Regions from separate parts of the Zea mays genome. Here region 2 is linked to region 1. The links are chromatin contacts, called in public Hi-C maps. All regions are on one chromosome and are shown on one strand. The core of a region is the stretch at or near the end of the contact, and the rest is flanking DNA. Distances in the headings are between cores, read along the strand shown.

Evidence for each region. Hi-C and Micro-C count contacts between places; a contact is called where the count stands out from the background.
Region 2: a Hi-C map of ear shows a contact between it and region 1, with 3 times the contacts expected there. The contact joins the promoter of IPP here to the promoter of LOC100191393 in region 1. A contact is called at or near these places in 2 of 25 Hi-C or Micro-C datasets (ear and tassel).

The regions. Positions count from the first base shown.
Region 1 is chr2:25,698,991-25,703,188 of Zm-B73-REFERENCE-NAM-5.0, forward strand. LOC100191393 (Putative pentatricopeptide repeat-containing protein) reads right to left here and starts at 2,066. Exons shown (of 1, transcript NM_001136827.1): 1 at 1-2,066. The coding sequence starts at 1,866.
Region 2 is chr2:26,060,241-26,064,438 of Zm-B73-REFERENCE-NAM-5.0, forward strand. It overlaps IPP (Soluble inorganic pyrophosphatase), which reads left to right and starts at 2,040. Exons shown (of 9, transcript NM_001111419.1): 1 at 2,040-2,130; 2 at 2,689-2,842; 3 at 2,924-2,952. The coding sequence starts at 2,713.

The DNA of each region.
Region 1 (4,198 bases), core at 816-3,315:
GTGCGCCCTCAGGCTCTCCGCTCGGGACTCCTCGTCGACGTCGTGCAGAGCGAAGCGCGCGTCGTCGGCGTTGTACCCAAGCTGCTCCCGCATCCTCGTCTCCATGTCCCTCAGGACGCGGCGGATGTCGCCGGCCTGCGGGTGCGTCTCCTCTTCACCGCCGCCGCCGTAGAAGAAGTGCACCTCCTTGCCGACCTCCACCCAACTGCACCCGCCCTGCTTCTTGAGCCCCCTGCGCCTCATGGCGTCCCTCACCTTGTGGCACTCGCGCCACTCCCCCGCCTCCGCGAGGACGTTGGACAGCGTGACGTAGTTCACCGGGTTGTCGCCGTCCATGGCCAGGAGGACGTCGCCTGCCTCCCTGCCGACGGCGACGTCCTTGTGCACCCTGCACGCGCTCAGGAGGGTCTGCCATACGCCGACGGTCGGCTCCATCGGCATCGTCCGGATGAGGTCCCTCGCCTCCCTGAGCTCCCCGGCGCGGCCGAGGAGGTCGACCATGCACGCGTAGTGCTCCGCTTTCGGCCTCACCGTCCGGTCCCGCCGGATGCAGGAGAAATACCGGCGGCACTCGTCGACTAGGCCGGCGTGGCTGCACGCCGACAGCAGCGCCAGGTAGGTCACCTCGTCGGGCTCCACGCCTCCCGCTCGCATTTCCTCGAACAAGGCGACGGCTTCACGGCCAAGCCCGTGCTTCCCGAGGCCATTGACCATCGTCGTCCACGAGACGACGTTCGGCGCCCGCATCTCCCGGAACATCCGCTCCGCCTCGTCGGGCAGCCCGCACTTGAGGTACATGTCGACGATGGAGTTGCCCGCGGACACGTCCGTCCCGGTCGGGTCCTTGATGCCGTAGCAGTGCACCTGCCTGCCCTGCTCGACTAGCGCGAAGTCCGCGAGCACGCCGACGACGCTGGACAGAACGTGGGAATCGGGTCGGGCGCCGGAGCGCCAGAACCGCCGGAACAGCTCCAGCGCCTCCGTCACCTGCCCCTCCTGCGCGTGCCCGACGACCACCGCCGTCCACTGGATGACGTTCTTCCGCTCCAGCCTCTCGAACACTTGCATCGCCACCGGCAAGCGCCGGCATTTGACGTACATGTCGACCAGCGCGCCGGCGAGGATAGCGTTGGAGGCCGTCGAGAACCCGCTTGCCGTCATGGCCGCGTGAACCTGCGCGCCCTCGCGTGTCGCGCCAAGACCGCTGCAGGCTTTGAGCAGGCTGGCAAAGGTGAACTCGTCAGGCTGATGCTGACCCTCATGCCGCCGCATCTCCCGGAACACGAGCAGCGCGTCCCTGCCGTGGCCGGCGTGCGCGTACCCGGAGACCATGGCGTTCCAGGTGGCGATGCCACTCCCGAGCCCGGCGCCGTCAAACACACGCCGCGCGTCGCCGATCCTCCCGCCCTTGGAGTAGACGAGCACCAGCGAGCTGGCGACGACGTCGTGCTCCTGGTACCCTGCCCGGACGCAGAGCCCGTGGATCCCGACGCCCGCAGCCGTGTCACCGACGACGCAGCAGGCCTTGAGGCTCGCGGAGAGCGTGTACTCGTTCGGCGCCGCCTCGGAGGCGGTCCGCATCTCGCCGAGCAGCCTGAGGCAGCCCGTGGCGTCGCCGTGCCGCAGGAAGCCCACCATGAGCGCCGTCCAGGAGACCACGTTCCTGTCGCGCATTCCGCCGAACACCTCGCACGCCAGGTCCAGCTCCCCGCACTTGACGTACATGTCGATCAGGTTGTTGCCCAGCATGGTGTCCGATCCGAACCCCATCTTCGTTATGGCGCCGTGCAGCTGGACGCCGCCGCGGAGCGACGAGCTTCTCGCGCTTGCCCTGAGGAGGCCGGCGATCATCTTCTGCCGCTCCATTGGATTCGTGGGAAACGACGCTGCTCATGCAGATACCAGCCCTGCTCGGTTCCCGTTAGGATCGCCGCGATTGAGGTGGCGAATCTCAAGCGATGACGCGATTGAGGGTATCAGCAGTGTTGATACACTGGAGAACGGGAAAGACGCGCTTCTGTTGATGCACTGAAGCAGCTGAAGGGAGACGAAAACGAACACTTGCCATCAGCAGTGTCATTGAATTCAGAATACTGTCTTATTCATGGTTTCTTGTAAACTAACTAAATCGACCTTGTAATCCCAAATGTCCTTAAGAAAGGTACCCAACCCTTTCTTAGATGCACCTCTACAATACCAAATGAGACCCTAGTTTATTAATTTCTTGTTAAATTTGCCTCTATTTTTTAAATAGAATTAACAATTGGACAAACCTCAACATCATATTCTTCAGTTTGCCATCCACACAAGGTTTGTTCAAGGGAGGTACAGCCTCTGGACGCATACTTTCTTAGTTTTCAACTATCGTTGGTTTACTCAGAGCAGCTCTAGTTGTCTTTAAATCTTTGATCATATCAATATCTTAAAATTTTTAATCATGTTGATTAATTCCAATTTTAGAAGAAATATCAAGTAAATCAATATCAGCAAGAACTGCAAAGGGGTCCCCAGAAAGATTTGAGTTACGTTCAGTCTACTCTTGCTTAGCCTTCTCATCCCCCTTGTCCACCTTGGATAGTTGGATGCATCTGATCTGACTGCTCTTGCTCTCCAAGCCTTTTGCTCTGTCTGACTTGTCGCCATTCCATCATAGCCACTTTTTCCCACTTTATCTATTGGATCTTCAATGTCACTTGAGCATTATGTCTCTCCATAATGGTTTCACTAATTGCTTCCTCTTGCACTCCCATATATTCCTCCTTGTCTTCTTGTGCCAAACTGGATCTGGCAGTACTCATGGACTAGTAGTCCAGCTCAGGAAACTTCTCATCCCCCTTGGTAATCCAATAACAAATTAAACAGTCTCTGCTGTTATTGGCAAGGGCCGTGCACTGACTTTGTGTAAGGATAGTCATACACACTAGACAACAAGAGCCCAGCGAGGATCCGATGCTCAATTACTTCAATGTTCATTTGCAATAATGAACCGAAGCCTATCTGCTTTACCTTTCTTTTAGCCTATATGGCATAAAAAAATGTTGCGTTTTTCAACGCAGCTGGGGCACATCTCATTATAGCATAGCACCCATGCATCTCCTTCTCAACCTTCGTATCTTCACGTCGGCTCATTGGAGTTCGATCTTTGGTATCTTCACTGGTCGTGTACCGTTTAAACGCTTTCTCCCGAGCAAACCTCCGAACAGTGGGTGCTCTGGACTCTATATCTGAGTCACCTTCGCTAGAAACATAAACATGAGAGTTTTTTCTGAAGCCCGACTGAGCAGCACCTGATTGTGTTGTGTGTGTGTGTGTTATATATTACATATGCTGATAACTTCAAAAAATTATTACTGACTGTCCATAATATAATACTATACAAACATATTTGTTACAGACTGGAATATATATTACTAACTGTTGGGCGTTGTTAGTGAATATTCAGACCTTATTATTGGTTATACTCATGTATTAAATTCAGAAAAAAAGACTATAACATTCACTACTGATTGTTCGACGTTATTATTGAGTATTCGACGTTGTTACTAACTATACACGTGAATTAATTCAAACAAAAAAATTATCCATAATATCTATTACTGATTGTTCACTTTATTACTGAATGTTATACATATTATTGATGCAGTAATAACTAAGAATGTGTATCTTTTGCCGTATTCAAAAGGCCATTTATACTAACTATACGGCAGATTGTTACCGATTAGAATATATATTACTAACTGTTGGACGTTGTTATTGAATATTCATACGTTGTTACTTACTATATTCATGTAAGAAATTCAGAAAAAAGACTAACATCTAATACTGATTGTTCGACGTTATTACTAAATATTCGACGTTGCTACTGACTATACACCTGAATTAATTCAAACAAAAAAATGTCCATAATATCTATTACTAACTGTTCACTTTATTACTGAACGTTATACATATTACTGATGCGGTAATAACTTAGGATGTGTATCTTTTATCGTATTTAAAAAGCTATTTTTATACTAACTATATGATAAGATGTCTACAAAAATTGTTTTCTTGGAAAATATACTAGTGGAAAAATAGAAATCATACTACCATCACACCTCGTCGATTATTTCTCAAAAAACCAATAAAACTAGGTGTCGCGTATAATGTTTCACTTGAAAAAAACTATGTGCATACAATCTAGTACTAACTTGCCCCC
Region 2 (4,198 bases), core at 790-3,289, 360 kb after region 1:
GCGTAAGATGGCGGACGGTCTGCAACATATTCGGACGGTCCGGCGTGATGCACCGGACGGTCCGTGATGGGGCCGAAGTGTTCAGGGTTGTACCCTGATGGTCCAGCCATGTACGGTGCGACCTGAGTGTTTTTGTGTGCGGGCTTGCATCTGGTCGGACGGTCCGGCGAAATACGTTGGACGGTCCGCGGTATAACCGGACTGTCTGAGATAATGCTCGGACGGTCCGGTCGCGTCCAGTACCTGCCGTGTGCCTAGTGGTTACGGCTGTGATGGTGACACGAAAGCGTGCATCGGCATACCATATGATGGCTGGGTCAAAGGTGACCCGTTTATAGCCGATGTGTTTGACGTGGGTGGCACTGTATTAGACTCTCGCGATGGAAAATGAGGAGCAGCTGATTTCTCGTATGCACGTAAATGCATTTTAATAGATTCATCTACATATTGTTTTAACGGATCTCCTCGTTGATCTATGAAAGTCGTAAGAGATAGATCTGGAGTACTTACAGCGGGACCCTGCAGTGGAGGTAGGAGAGATTCCATATCGATCTCCCCTTGACGGACAATCTTCTGGTGGCGATCCACCATGAAGTGTGACAAGTACTTGTCCGCCGCCTCCTTGCGCCGTTCGGAGAGTTTATGCAGCAGTTCCGCCTCTTCCTTGTCACGTTGTTCGTTCCATTGCCGCATCACCTCTTTCTCATCGCGCATTACGAGGTCTTCAAAGGGCCTTTGGTCATCAGCCGGGAGCGCCTCCATGGCCGGCTTGATGATGTTGGTAGTGGAGATCTTGGTGTGATCCTTAGAACCAGCCATTTATGGGCCGATTTTTAGCAGATCTAGACACCTATTCCCCAGCGGAGTCGCCAAAAAGTATGTTGACACCTTTTCGGAGGCGCCAATTACTCAAAAGAACCAGCGGCGGTGCTCTCTGGTCAGGCGCGGACGGTCCGCGGCTTGGTGTCGGACGGTCCGCGACCTGGCGCGAGGCGGCGGTACTCTCTGGTCAGACGCGGACGATCCGCGGCACAAGGCCGGACGGTCCGCGACCTGGTGCAGGAGCTCGGGTTCCCTGCCTGACGGCCGAACGGTCCGCGCTCTAGGGCCGGACGGTCCGCGCGTGCGCAGGGGCGGCGGAAGATCGCCGGCGGCGCCTGGATCTCGCTCCCGGGAGGGACCCCGTCGGGGAGGAGAGATCCTAGGAGTTGTCTAGGCTCGGGCCGGCCGACCTAGACTCCTCTAATCGACGTAGAGTCGAGGAGAGGCGGAGAATTTGGGGATTGAAATACTAAACTAGGGCTAAACTAGAACTAGACTAGAACTACTCCTAATTGTGCTGAAAATAAATGCGAGATAGAAGTTGTATTGGTTCGATTGTTGGGGGTTTAATCGGCCGTAGCCCTTCATCTATATAAAGGAGAGGTCTGGATCCGTTTCCAACTGTTTCCCGAGTTAATCCCGCGGTTTTAGGTAACAAATCCCGCGAGAAACTAGGAACCCTAACTGACTCTGCGCGCGCGTGGACCGTCCGCGCCACCACCGCGGACAGTCCGAACCGCGAACCGTCCGGTCTCAGGGTCGGACCGTCCGCCAGGCTCTTTTTAGCCTCCAACAAATATCAATAACAGAAAAATAGTAATATGATTGCGGTGGACCCTATAAAAAAGATAGAACGAAGCTATGCCAGGCTATGTAGAGCAATGTTATGTTAAAAAAATACGCCATAAATTTATGTCACGTAAGTTTGATGAGTTAGAACATCTCATAGAGGCTAATATTTTGATGGGCCACTGCGTAATTTCAAAAAAAGAGCCCCCACGTACATTAGGGTAATCAATTAAGCCTAATTAATCTACTAATCTAGGGACTGATTCGATTGAAATCACGAACATACGGATCATTCGAGAAAAGAGAATGAACAGACGGGGTGATAAGTGGAAAAGATAACAAAGACGGGGTATTAAGTGAAAAGCGAACAGAGACCGGTGGAAAGGACCCCGGCCCACCTGGAAGCCGGAGAGAATCGAGCAGAGCCACCGATCGCTCCTCTCCACTTTCCACATTCCAGTTCCACTCCGCCTCCGCTGCCGGTCGCCGACTCCGAAACTCCGACAGTCCGACCACAAGGTGAGGATCCGATCCCAAACAGTTTCAGGCGACTGCGCCACCCCAACGCTCCTAGGGGGACTTCTTCCAGTGAGATCCATGGCTGCCGATCTTAGATTGGGGGGCGGGAGGCAAGGGCAGACTGGCGTGGTACCAGTACCACCGGCGGGGCAACTTGATCGGAGTGGTTGCTGTGTCAGGGCCGGAGCCGGAGCCGGTGGCAGCTCTCCGCCGCCGGCGACGGGTGCTGGAGGGCGGAGCGGGGCTGGGGAGCTAGTGGCTGTAGTCGTGTTTCTGTCGGGAGTCGGGACTCGGGAGGCTCAAGAGAGCGACCGCTGCACTGGAGGCCGAAGGGAAGGAACGAGGCCGTTGAATCGCAGGATCAGGGAAAAATCTCCAGCCTCTCTACATATTCTTGTCGTCTCATGGATCTGGCCTGCCATTTGGTGTCTGGTGATGGGATTCTAGGATCAATTCTACTTTGTAGGGTTTCATCGATTCTTGTGTTACATCTGTGGTCTAGGAAAATTGCTGTTTTATGTTTCTCAGTGAAGAAAAATACCGATACTAATAATGTAGGTCTTGTGCGGGATCCACAGAAGGATGAGTGAAGAGGATAAGACTGCTGCTTCTGCTGAGCAGCCGAAGAGGGCCCCTAAGCTCAATGAAAGGATCCTCTCTTCTCTGTCCAGGAGGTCCGTAGCTGCTCATCCATGGCATGATCTTGAGATCGGTACGTTGGCACAACTATCCTTTCTTGCTCTTCTAACTCCTTTGTCAAATAAGCATACACTAATTGATTTTGGTTATACAGGTCCTGATGCTCCTGCTGTTTTCAATGTTGTAAGTACCAGCATTACCTTAGAACCGTTTGATGTGTTATATGTTCGGTGCTGTGGGGACTTAGGTTGTCTGGAACCATCTACGGGAAGGTGAGGGGTTTCATGCAGCTGTAATGGTGATTCTGTAGTGCTTTCTGACCACTTAAGTCTCACTCCATTTATATTGGTATGGTATCTCAATCAGACTGAAGTTGTTGGGAACAACACTTTGGATGATTCAGCATTTCTCATTTATTTAAACTGACTTTACCAAAACGGTTACCAAATGATTTTTTCACTCAGCTAGAAGGTGATTCATGATTGTGCCGTTATTGTTGAAGCGTTAACTATTTTTGTTGTGTAAAAAGGCAGGTTCCACTCATGAATATAATTAATTCTGTTTAAGTAAAAGGTAGTTTAAACTCATAATCGCATTATTAATGTTGAACATTTAGTGTAATTAAACCAGACACATAGAAGGCAGGTTCTACACACGATTTGACATTAGTGTTAAATAGTTAGTATAATCAGTGCTGTCATGTGAAGGGCAAGTATGACTAATGATTTTGCCTCAAATGTTGACCAGTTAGTCCTATATCATGATCTCTCTGTAGTGTTGAATGATTAGTGCAATTAACTTTGTCAAATACAAGGCAGATTTGAGTCATGGTTTTTCTGTTATTATCGAATAATTTGTATAATTATCTCTGTCATGTGAAAGGTTGTTCAACCCACAGTTCTGCCACTAGTTCTGAACGATTATTCAGTTGGCATAAAAGGTTGGCAGGGTCTTTATTTTGAACTTAAAACAGGAAAACCCACCATTGTAGGAACCATTTTTTCCTGATTTGCATAAGTTCAACAAATCATCCTGTTATGGTCACTAGATCGGTGAGGGATTGGAGAGGGGTATCGATGGGCAGGAACGTCGGCCGGGGGCCTTTGCCCACGGCCAAGCAAGAGGAGGGTTTCTCCCTTCTAATTCTTGCCTACTTTATTTCTCATCCATTGATTACATAAATAGGCTAGCTAGTCGTCCCTATCTAACTAGAGATCCTTATCTCCTTAAAACTCTCCTAAAAACCCTCAACAACTACTATCTGATCACCTTCCTAGATAATCTCAACTAATCTCCTAGATAATCTCAACTAATCTTCTAATCTTATCTCTAACTATCCTTATCTAATCCCCCTTGGAGGGCCCATGGCTGCTGCTGCCGCAGCCCCTCCGTCGGCCTCCTTAGGCCCTGACACTACACCCCTCCTGGA